Linked DNA regions of Mus musculus: regions 2 and 3 are each linked to region 1. Evidence: chromatin contacts called from public HiChIP or PLAC-seq data. All regions are on one chromosome and are shown on one strand. Each heading gives the region's core, a stretch centred on a gene start, on an enhancer-like site or on the middle of the called end of the contact. The rest is flanking DNA. Distances are from core to core; before and after follow the strand shown. Region 1 has its middle 26 kb from the start of Gm38860. Region 2 holds the start of Slc41a3 (solute carrier family 41, member 3). Region 3 has its middle 74 kb from the start of Fbln2.

Evidence for each region. HiChIP or PLAC-seq counts read pairs in DNA pulled down with a chosen protein or histone mark.
Region 2: a FOXA1 HiChIP or PLAC-seq map of pancreatic cancer cells shows a contact between it and region 1. The contact joins the promoter of Slc41a3 here to the enhancer-like site in region 1. A contact is called at or near these places in 6 of 39 promoter capture datasets (cranial neural crest, hematopoietic stem and progenitor cells, hippocampal neurons and 3 more), 3 of 484 Hi-C or Micro-C datasets (all in embryonic stem cells) and 1 of 115 datasets of contacts at active chromatin or transcription factors (pancreatic cancer cells).
Region 3: a contact with region 1 is called in an HNF4G HiChIP or PLAC-seq map of pancreatic cancer cells. The contact joins two enhancer-like sites. A contact is called at or near these places in 12 of 484 Hi-C or Micro-C datasets (the N1E-115 cell line, cerebellum, cerebral cortex and 6 more) and 4 of 115 datasets of contacts at active chromatin or transcription factors (astrocytes, embryonic forebrain, neural tube and 1 more).

The regions. Positions count from the first base shown.
Region 1 is chr6:90,982,628-90,986,200 of GRCm38.p6, reverse strand. It overlaps a transcript of Iqsec1 not described here. Among named protein-coding and RNA genes, the nearest start is that of Gm38860, 26 kb to the left of the region's middle. Within about 2 kb of position 1,885, at least 27 of the 459 cell types and tissues checked have an H3K27ac peak or open chromatin away from gene starts, as enhancers often do. A contact at or near this core is called in hippocampal neurons and pancreatic cancer cells, where this site is marked.
Region 2 is chr6:90,602,960-90,606,532 of GRCm38.p6, reverse strand. It overlaps Slc41a3 (solute carrier family 41, member 3), which reads right to left and starts at 1,653. Exons shown (of 11, transcript NM_027868.2): 1 at 1,525-1,653.
Region 3 is chr6:91,285,069-91,288,641 of GRCm38.p6, reverse strand. No RefSeq gene overlaps it. Among named protein-coding and RNA genes, the nearest start is that of Fbln2, 74 kb to the right of the region's middle. Within about 2 kb of position 1,826, at least 49 of the 459 cell types and tissues checked have an H3K27ac peak or open chromatin away from gene starts, as enhancers often do. A contact at or near this core is called in pancreatic cancer cells, where this site is marked.

The sequences.
Region 1 (3,573 bases), core at 636-3,135:
ACTAGGGGCTGCTTTTCCAAACATAGATTGGTTGTGTCAGGGGTTATGTAAATAAAGTAACTGATATGAAAGATGTGAAAGAGTGTGTGGTGAGTAATGCCCCTTGAGAGCTTTTATTAAATACCTGTTGTATGTAGAACCATCAGAGATAATATTTGGTGATTCAGGAAGAACCACAGAACAGAAGAGATAAATAATGCCACATAAAGAAAAGAATGTGGGTAGATGAACTTGGGACTAAGGCCCAGCTCTGCACTCTGCACATCCCAGCTGGTGACTGTGGGACAGGTCACAGGACCTTTCCTCATCCCAGCTTTCCTTTAAATGCACACAAAGCAGGAATCAGCCTAGCTGTCTCCCATTCTTTTTCCCTAAGGTAACACACACACACACACACACACACACACACACACACACACACACACACAGAGGTGGTGGTGGTGGGACGCAATAGGCACCTGGTAGGTAATTCATGCAGGCTAGATTCTTCCCATGTCTGTCAGTTTCTCAATTCTTTAGATCAGCTGAGCCAAAGCAGGAGGTGGAAACTTAAAGGCTAGGTGCAAGAGATGTGCAGTGGGGGATATGGAGCTGTGGCAAAGGGTTGCTGGAGCTAACAGCTGTTATTAAGCTGAGTTTCCAGAGGTGACAGAGCAGAATAGGGCCACAGTTTGGGGGGAAATGGAGCTAGGGGATTGGCCTCTACTTTCTACCTTTGGGCAGAGGATAACAACATTCTCAGGCCTCCCTATTTGCATATAGTGGCCCTGAGAAGAGCCGGTCTGACAAGCATGCTGGTTGAGCAAGACCTGACTGACCTTTTACTAAGTAGCTGGTAGCCACTGCAGCCTGAGTTAGGAGCTCCCTTCTCACTATATAGATGAGCTTCAGGGGTCCATTGCTTTCCCTGAGACAAGAGTGAGCTTGATAATTACCTCACTAGGCACAGATGCCTAGACATGCTAGAAGCTTTCAATCCCAGAAACTTTAAGCTCTTCCTCAGAGGGCTTTCTTGAATGTCTTGACCTCTAGTACCAAGAGTCATTATTTATTCCCAGCACTGGGGGAGAAGATTAAAACAGGGAAGAAATCCATTCATTCATGGTGCCTTTGCTATCTGGGAGTTATTTGCTTCTGTTGTTATTGACGTTGATTTTCCCCTGACATCAGCACTCATTTATGCAGTGTGCAGTCAGCTACATTCTAATGATCCATTTCTAGAACCACATTTCCCTCACTAGAGCTTGGGTACCTAGTGGGTGCTCAGAGTATATAGCCTGAATGGGTAAGCCAGGGAAGACAAGAAGTATTGGAATCATCAAACCGCAGGTGCGAATGAATGTATTGAACCAAGTTTAAGAGAACATGGCAATATCCCCTAAGGGTTTGCTGTGTGCTCATACCTTATGTGTCATCACTCCTATCAGGCAAAGACAGGCTCCCATTATACAGATGTGAAACCTAGGCTTAGAGGGATCACATGCCTTGTTTAAGCTCTGTCTGGTCGTCAGCCAGTGTTGGATCTCACGCTGTTTGGCTCCTGATCTTGCTCACCTCCTGCCTGACTTTCACACTGTGGAATGATCAGACCACTTCTCAGGATTCTTTTTGGCTCCTGGCCAGTGCTTGAAGGTGCACAGCATGTTTGGATCCCTTCTGCCCCATTGAATCTTGTCACCAATGCAGTGCTTTTGGTGGTGATTGTGTAAAGGGGAAAAGGTAGAAGAAGGTGACCCCCTTTTAGCCTTTGATCTCCTGAAGTTTCTTGGCAGAAGTAAACATCAGCCTCAAGTGGCTGGGGAGAGGCCCAGTGGAACAGCCTCTTCCGCCTTCTCATCTGCTCCAGCCCTCAAGGGCTGTCACATCACACATCACTCTGAGAGGACGTTTTTTCTGAAGCTCTGAGTTGGTGACTCACTCTGGGGGAGGTTTTCAGTGGCATTCAGTGTCTGTTGACTTACCAAACAAAGTGCTTTTCTGGGTTTGTGGTGACATTAACCATGATGGTGGTGCTTCATTTCAGGGGCATGCTCAAGGGTGGCCGTAGAAGAGGGGGTGGCAAGAGGAAACTGGACTGTCCTAATTGGCAGCAGGCAGATAACACAGAAAGCACTATGATGGTCCTGGCAAGGAGCCTTTGAGTTGTGTTCTTCAAAGTGGTTAGAAAGTACCAAAACTGGGGTGTAGGGGCTAGGAAGCAGAGTGCTCTTATGCGCAGATTCCTTTCTCCCTAGGAGCAAAGACTAGGGGTCTGGAAGAGGATAGGAAGGCCTTTTTTCTCCTCACCTGTAACTGTGGCTGAGAAACTGGTGGCAGGAGACCCTGTGGTTATATTTCCACTAAATAATATTCTCCTTCTCCCAGCTGAGATAAAGGCTGGATCCAGTGCTGAGAAGATGTCCCTTTGTCAGGAACAAGCTGCACCACACTTTGGGACACTTGTCCTAGTTGGACAAAATGTATTAAACTGTAAGGGATCAGGGTGAGCCATTCTTATTTTTCCAGCAGATGGTAGAGTCCACAGAAAGATGAGGGAGTGTTTTTCTGAAGCTCTCTCCCAGCCGTCTGACAAGCTAAGCAAATTATTATTTTACAACCCAGAAAGTAAATCAGGGAATGCTTCTTTATCTAGCTGGCGCTGAGAGAAATAGTGAGTGGTGCAGTGTGTGAATTGCAGTTGAGAGCTGCTGGTGCTTTTGACGTGAGTGTTCACACCAGATACAGGCCACTGTGCCTGCAGAAACCTCAGACCTCAGGGCTTCGCTATGGGGAGGGAGGTGTGGTGAGCGCTTGGCCACAGGAGGCAGGCATTTGGGAACATCCATATGTTGTGTCATCAGGATGACTATCTGTCAGTTATTTTGTCTATAACATTGCTTTGACAGCTGATTGGATTGTTTGTGCTACTTTATTTTTTTATAGAAGAGCAACACTTGGCTTAACTTGGGAAGTACACAGTTCTGTGCTTGTCTGGGTGTCAACAGGAATAATTACCACTGAGCCAGCAGAGAAACAAACATAGACAAACTGGGAATTTGTCAAAAACTGGAATCAAAGAAGGTGAAACTGACCTATCTGAAAGGGAGTACGAGCTACTGATGTAGTTATGAGACCATCTGAGTTCAGTGGATCTCCTGCTTGCAGACGTTCACCCAGCATAGACACATGCTAGTCTGCAGACCAGATCTCCCCAACTATAGGCTAAGTGTGGCCAAGTGATATGGTTGGAATTCTTGTGTACCAAGTCTATGGAGCTGATAACTCAGAGTTATGCAGAATTCACTGGTCAGTAAGTATTGTGCATGGAAAGGGCTCTGTTTCCATCAATAAAGCATAGCAGCTTTGATGTTGCAATGCCCCTGTCACCCTAACTTCCCTAGGCTTCTTCTGGAGGACCTTTAAGGCTTTCTCATGAGTGGGCAGTTAGTCCTCATCTAGCAGTGGGTTGGAAGACCTAGCCCCTGCTGTAGCTGTTTCCAGTGGCTCAAAGTTTGTAAGGCCCAGCCTCTCTGAGTCAGTTCCATGACAAATGAGAGTAACTACTTCTTTAAGGGATCAGACATAGGAACTGCC
Region 2 (3,573 bases), core at 404-2,903, 380 kb after region 1:
AAGATTCACTGGGAATGTTCAAGTGTCTAATGAGAATACTGTCACTGGTGCCTCATTCAGGCACTAAACACTACCATTCAGAAGCATCCTACTGCCCGGAGAGATTGGCCTTAAACACAGGCCTGTGAGCACCTGCTCAACAGTCAGGTACTAAGCATCCCTCTGGCACAGCACACAAACTGATGCCCACTTGACTGAGACAGGGAGATTCTAACACGAGGCGGGTGGGCTGAGTTTCTGGGATGGATGGGTTGCCTCTTAGCTGCCCACTATGTAGAATAAGGAGAGCACATCTGCACTTTATCTTCTTGACTTTATAGAACATTCCGGTGGGAATGTACGGGAACCCAAACTCAGGGTTCGAATCCCAGTTTCTCCTCTTCGCAGATGTGTGACCTTGGGAGAGCAAAATACCATCCACCTCAGAGTATGAACGGAGCGCTGTAAGACCCTTTATCCTAGGGTACCTTCAGAGGTTTTGCTTACTACCAAAAATATTAAGAGAACATTTCTAGAAATAAAGAATTTGTAGGTTTTGTGCTCAGTTCTGAGCAGCATGGTGGACCGATTCAGTTAACACTACACTGTCCCTCCTAGAACATGCAGCACTCCTCGGCATAGGGATCTATGCTGCAGATGCTGCCCATCAGCTAGTCACCCTCTCAACAGTTGTTAGGGTGGCTGAGCTGTTGGCCAAGCAACGCTTAGTCTACTTAATAATGGCACAAGTATAGTGATGGTGACAATTGTATCACAGTATATGATTACACCTGCCCTACCTTAGGGGTGTTCATCTTTTACTGTGTCTAGTTCACAAGTTAAGCTCTACCATAGGTATGTATATTAGGAAAACAATCTATATGTCTGGATATCATTCCAGGATTCAGACACTCTTTGGGAACATGTTTGTAACTCCCTGCAATAAGGGGAGATCACTATACCCTTCTATAGTATATTTTCCTTACAGGGCACTTGGCCTGACTCCAGGCTCTTCTGTACTACTTTACAGTCGTGGTTCTTAAGCTACCATAGTACCAGCATGAGGCCAGCCAGCGTCAGGAAGCAGAGCAAGCTCATCTAGATATCTGGGTCAGGTTGGAATGGCTGCGTCTCTAAGTGGTCTCCGTGGCGAAGAAGCAGTTTGAAAACCTGAGTTTTAAAAGATTTATAGAAAGGATCTGGTAGACTGAGGGATCTTCTCAAGTCTGAACAACCTCTAGCTTGACAACCTGGAGCGCAGGGACAGCTCGCTGAGCCTGCCTTAGGGTGGTCAAGGATGATCTCGGGGTGCTGAAGGAGTTAACCATAACCCCTAGAGTCAGGCGCTCTGGGGTTCATCACAGGCAGAGGGAGAGAGATCAGCGGGGCGGGTCCCTGCAGACCTTTGGAGCGAGGATGCCACAAACTGACCCGCCCAGTGTGCCTAAGACAGATCCTGTGCCCCACGCCCCATCCCGAGGGCCATTGACGCTCCGCTTTCCCTTGGCTTCCCCGGCTCCCAGTCCAGCTCCTGCCCGCGCTTACCGGTCCTCTCCCGGCCGGCGGCGAAAGCGAGGCGGCCAGGCGCGCGCTGGACACTGTGGAGGCCTGCGGCGGGAGGAAGCGAGAAGGGCAGCAGGCGGGCCAGCCCCGCCCTGCCTAGGCGTCCAGACAGAGGGGCGGGGCCACAGGAGGGGAGGGTTGCTGGGCGAGTGTTGTGGGCGGGGCCAATCCACAGAGGTGGCGCTTGAAAAACCCAATTTTTAAAGCCTTTTAGTCAGGACAGCTCTCTGATCGAGCAGTGGGGTGTGCAGGGATGCTCCCTGGGTGCCGAAGGACCCAATGACACGCCTCAGAGGCGGTGCCGCTTGGGGTGGGGCCAAGAAAGAAGAAGCTAGACCCCGGAACAGGACCATGAGTAGGGCGGGGTCACGGGCGGGGCCACGGGCGGGGGCGGGGCTGGGCGACGGAGTAGCCTCCAGTAGCACACTGCAAGGGCCAGCTTCCCTTAGGATACACATTTGCCTGTTCAGTTTTCAATCTGACATTTCTGAATATTTCACCTTTGAACACTTGTGTATGTGTCATGAAAGTTCTTCTGTCCTTCAACATGTGTGATCCTCTCACTCTTATCAAGATACAGCCTTGGAAGACTCAGCCAGCAGTGGTGAGCCTCAGTGGACACCAGCTCCTACAATCTATCCCGTGCCCCCACTTATGGCTCTTGGCTGATTCAAGAATCCTGAGCCCTGGCTGGATTCTAAGCTGCCAACTGCACCTGCAGAAACCGGATGTGCAAGACCTGTAAGACAGTAGTTTTGAAGAATACAACACAAAAAAAGTATGACAGGGCAAGGCCCGGGGAGATGCAAGCCCAGTTCCTGGATTCTGTCCCCAGCAAATGAAAAACAAAACAAAAACAGATGACAGTGTTCCACATGTTAGGAGAATTTACAGACTGGATGGCTTACATTGTCAAAATATAGTGCTGAATTCCAAGCTCCCAAAGTGATTGCATTTGTCAATCCAGCTTATGTAAGAGGTAGCAATGAACAAGTGAAGTCACAGGGTGCAGTCACAATGCGACTGGAGTCCTCTCAGGAAGAGACCCTGCCAGCTCATTCTCCCTGTGTGCATGCAGGTGAGACATAGAAAGACAGTAGGAGGGAGGCGTCACCAGGAATAGCCATCCATGAACCTTGAACTCCATGTTGATATGCTTTCATTTATTGTAACAAAATCAACTTATACAAAGAAAAGGGTTTATTTTAGCCCATACTTTTGAAGGTTTCATAAAGGTTTAACGAGTTTGATTCCCAGACTGAGGCACTGTGGGCAGGTGGGGGGTAGCAGAATCTTAGGTCTGACTAGAACAGGGAAAAGCAATAACTGGTGTCACAGTCTTGAAGAGAACCCTGGACCTCAGCCCCTGATCCCTCCATCACAAACCCTTTGATTAAAGGCTGACCCAGAAAGCCCTGTGACAGTGAAAAGGAGAGGCAGAAAAGACAACAGGAGGTTCACTACCAACATGGCAACACGTGAGTTCTGGGAAACTCAGAGATAGCCGACTAGAAAGAGCAGAGAGCAGGACAAGGTCACCACCCACTAGACCTCACATGAAGCGGGTACTCCCTGAGGACAGAGGTAGCCAGAGGCGGGCAGGAGCAGAGCAGGGTGTCAGCAGGGACTCTGCAGGGCTTGGGGACATCAGCAAATAAACAAGCAGAGGCAATGAAGGGAGAAAGTACAGTCTTTAGGACTCGGTCCTCGGCCTGCCACTCACTGGCATGCAGCCTGGGCTGTGCAGAGCTGGTGCCCTTTCATGGGTGAGGGAGCCAATGGAGTGGAAGGCTAGAGGTGCCCACTTGCCCAAGGCCACATATGCTGCGTTGGCAGAGCAGGGATTTAAAATATGGCCTGTGCCTAAAGCTATGGCTTTCTGTGAATTTGTCCTAAGTGAGTGAGTTGGTGAAGGAATGGATGGAAGGATAGTTGGATGGACAAACTGATGAGTGAGGTGGCTACTCTTGATTGTCCAGGTCCTGTTATGTGATGGCTCAGGACTGAGATGTGGCTTAGTGACAGAGCGCT
Region 3 (3,573 bases), core at 577-3,076, 300 kb before region 1:
TGCCCTCTTCTTACCAAATGGTCATCCAGTTGCTGCTTGGACACCACAGGGGAAAGGTTCAGCCAGTGCTGCTGAGCTGGGACAGGAAGCTGGTCTGTAGTCCAGGGCTGGAATCAGCCTCCTGCCCTGGGCTCTGGGTCCAGCTCTGGCCCCACTCCATCACCATCCCAGACCAAGACCAGGATTCCCTAAGGCTGGACTGTTCTTCTGTAGGCTCTGGACACCTGCTGCTGTGACTTCTGTATCCCAGAAGTGAGCTCCATCTCCATTTGAGGCGTTCTAAAGCTGGGGGAGGGTTTCAGAGGCTCCCTTGCTCCCCCAAGACAAAGAAGAGGATTAGGTCACGGAGACCAGGCTATGCCCGTGCACAACATTCTGGGCTTCTCACCACTCACCTGCTTTATCTCCTCACCTGGCTCTCATGGAGCCATCCTGGTTTGCAGATGAGGACAGTGAGGCCTGGGAAAGTAGAGAGAGGGGCAGCTGCCCAGCCTGGCCCTTCCTCCATCCCACCCCTGCACCTCGGCCCGCCCAGTGCTGTCCTGGTCGGTCGGGACAAGACTCCGACTTGCAGAAGAGATTAGGACTAAGGAGAAAGAACGCCGTCCTGGCCCCGCGCATGCCCTGAGTATTTAAATTCTTTTTCATAATTATCTCAGATAGTAATTACTGCAGAAGCAGATGCGCTTATCGCAGACAAGAAGCCACCTGCCTTCCCATTTTTGTCAAAAGTGGAAACTGACATTATTTTTGCGTTTTGCTTCAATGGCTGTTTTCACTGTAAGTAGCACCTTCACCACAAGGAAAGCAACCCTGGAGAGGGAGGGGGTGTCCAAGCCTCAGGGTGATTATTCCAATCCTGCTGTGGGCATTGCTCAAGGGCTTGAGGGGAGAGAGGAACATACTTCCACAAAATGTACAGCTGGGGTTCACTCCTAGGGAGAAGCGGGCACCCCTCCCCCACTACACCCCTCCCCCACTACACCCCTTGCCCACCATAGGACTACAACCCTCTGGACTCACCCACCCACCACAAACATCAGTGTCCTGGACCTTGAAAGAATTGGCTCCCATGAGAAGTTCTCATAAGCCCCCAAGAGGATGCCCCTCCAAGGACTGGGCACTCGAAGCTCTCTCCTCTCTCACAGCTTAACTCAGGGGCCTTCAGTAACAAGAACAAGGGACAACCTGAGAACCCTCCATCAAGGAAAGGTCCTGCAACCAGGCAGGATAACTGACCTTCAGGAATCAGGTGGGAATCCCAGGCCTGGCTCTGCCAGCCTCTCTGGTCCCCAGTGTCCCTTCTGTCAAATGGACAGTCCCAAAGGATCTTGACCACCTCTTCCCTAATGAATAAATCATTCCTCCTGGAAAGCTTTTGGCGTGAACACCTGAACACGGGGGTCTCTTTCCACTCTCAGCCCCAAGTCACAAATTGTAATTGTCAAGAACTACAATTTAGCGTACTGGGTACCTGGAAGGCATTGCTCATTGAGTCATTTATCTTGCCCCCAAATCCCACATTATGGGTCCATTCTCATTCCTCCTTTTCACTCGGGGAAGCAGACTCAGGGTGGGTGAGTTTTCCACAGCCTTACAGCAAATCTACTAAAGCACTCAGTAATCCGTTCCCGAAGATGAAAATCTGATTGCTCCCATTTCCCAAGAGGAGGCACCGAGGTTCGGAGAGCTGTACCTCGGGTTTGGGGGAGTACAGACCCAAGCGTGAGCACAGAGGAACTGGAAGGGAGCCCTGAGGAGTTCAGCCTGCCTTCTGGAAGAGCCCCCTACTGGGCGTGCCACCTGTCCCTCCTCACAGCTGCGTTCTGCTGCCCTCGTGTGGTCAGAAAGGTTGACGGGGCTTCGAGCCTCTAAAAATTTGCGCGAACAGAACAGACGTGGTCAGAAGGCAAGAGTGTATGGGTAAAGAGAGAGAGCACAGCCCCGCCCTGGAGTCCTTCTCAGTTTCCACTGACTCCCTGTAGGCAAGCCACTTCCTACTCTTTGTCCTAGCAGATCTGTCTAGGACAGTCTTCCCTGACTTTATCTCTTTCCAACAGCGTCCCCCAGCCCTACCCATTAGCCATGATGTGGATGTATTGATTGTCCCTGTGCAGAAGTGAACCTGGCCTAGGTACTTCGCGGTAGAGGCTTGGAATGGGCCCTCTTCATCACCCTACATGCCTCTAGTCAGCGAACTTGAGCTGATTCGGCTGCAGGCCCTCTAATGTGTCAGGCAACAAGCCCCGCACTATAAGCATTCGCCCGCTGCGGGATGCTGTCCACTACAGTCTGCACACCAGTGGGCAGCCTCCGAGGGGCGTAGACTGTATGACGCGGGAGGACAACCGAGAGCACAACGACCAAGGGCGACGGTCTCTGCTGGGAGGAAGAGGGTGGTCTGGCACTGAATTTGCCTCCCAAATCAACCTGGGGGAGCCTCTCATTGTTCTTGTCTCGCCAGGAGGAGAAAAGTTTAGTCTAAATGCCGTCTGGTCCTCACGAGCACCTGCCAGGACACAGTGCTCAGCGACTTGCTTCTCTGTGTCTCCACTGCTGAGGCCCCGCATCGCCCAACCTACTAGTCAACCGTGCTGTGATGGGCAGGAACATGTGTACATCTGGGAGTGATCCAGGTTTCCTGTCGCAACCCGGTGAACCCGCTACTCGCAGCAATCTCATCTCACAAGGCAGGAAAATCAGACACCAAGAAGTCTAGGAACTTGCCTATGTCTCACAGATGGGAAAAGGCAGAACGGAGATCTGAATTCTGCGGGACAGGACAGGGCCGTGGGCTGCAGTGTCTAAGCCCTGCTCTCTACTGAAACCCTTAGCGCACCAGCCCTGCGATCTGGAGCAGAGACCTGCAATCAGCAGGGCTCAGAGTGTGTGATCTCCGGGTAGAAAGTTCTAGGACCTGCGCCTCGGCTTTCCGCGGACCAGCGCCTAGCGCCCCTGCGCCTGGATAGCTTTCTGCCAGAGCCACCGCTCGGACACACGCACTGACGATCCGCGACGCTCGCAGCGCCTCCTGGTGGCGTCCAACATCCTCAGCGGCGGTGGCTTTGGCGCACGCCCTAGCTGCACTGGCCAAAGGCGGCTGGCCACGCTAGGGACTGGCACTCAGCAGCTGAGCTTCGCCACCTGCCGCTGGAGTCCGGGCTCTTCCTGAGAGTCCCGGCATGCCTGCCCCATGGCTCCAAGCCAGGCTGAAAGTCAGAGCCCGGAGTCAACGGCCCGACTTCACCGCGGCCTCCCCGTGAGCAGCTGTCCCGCTCTGGATATGTGGGCCCTGAAGAGGGACCCGGGAGTGTCCACCTGTGGCCACGCTGACTACGCTGCGCACCCGCCAGGCCCACATCCTGCCCCGGTGGGCGCGAGCAGGCAACGGCGCCCACCCTGCTTATCACTGCAGAACGGAGAGCGGGAAATGCCAGGGCCCGGGGCACGGAAAAGGGCGGAGAGCTGGTCCCTAAAGCCACGTGGGTTGGGAATATGCCTCTGGGTCAAGTGCCCAGGGACTTGATCTTCCGGCTACACTGCCCTGTCCTCGAGAGCTTTTCAAACTGGTGA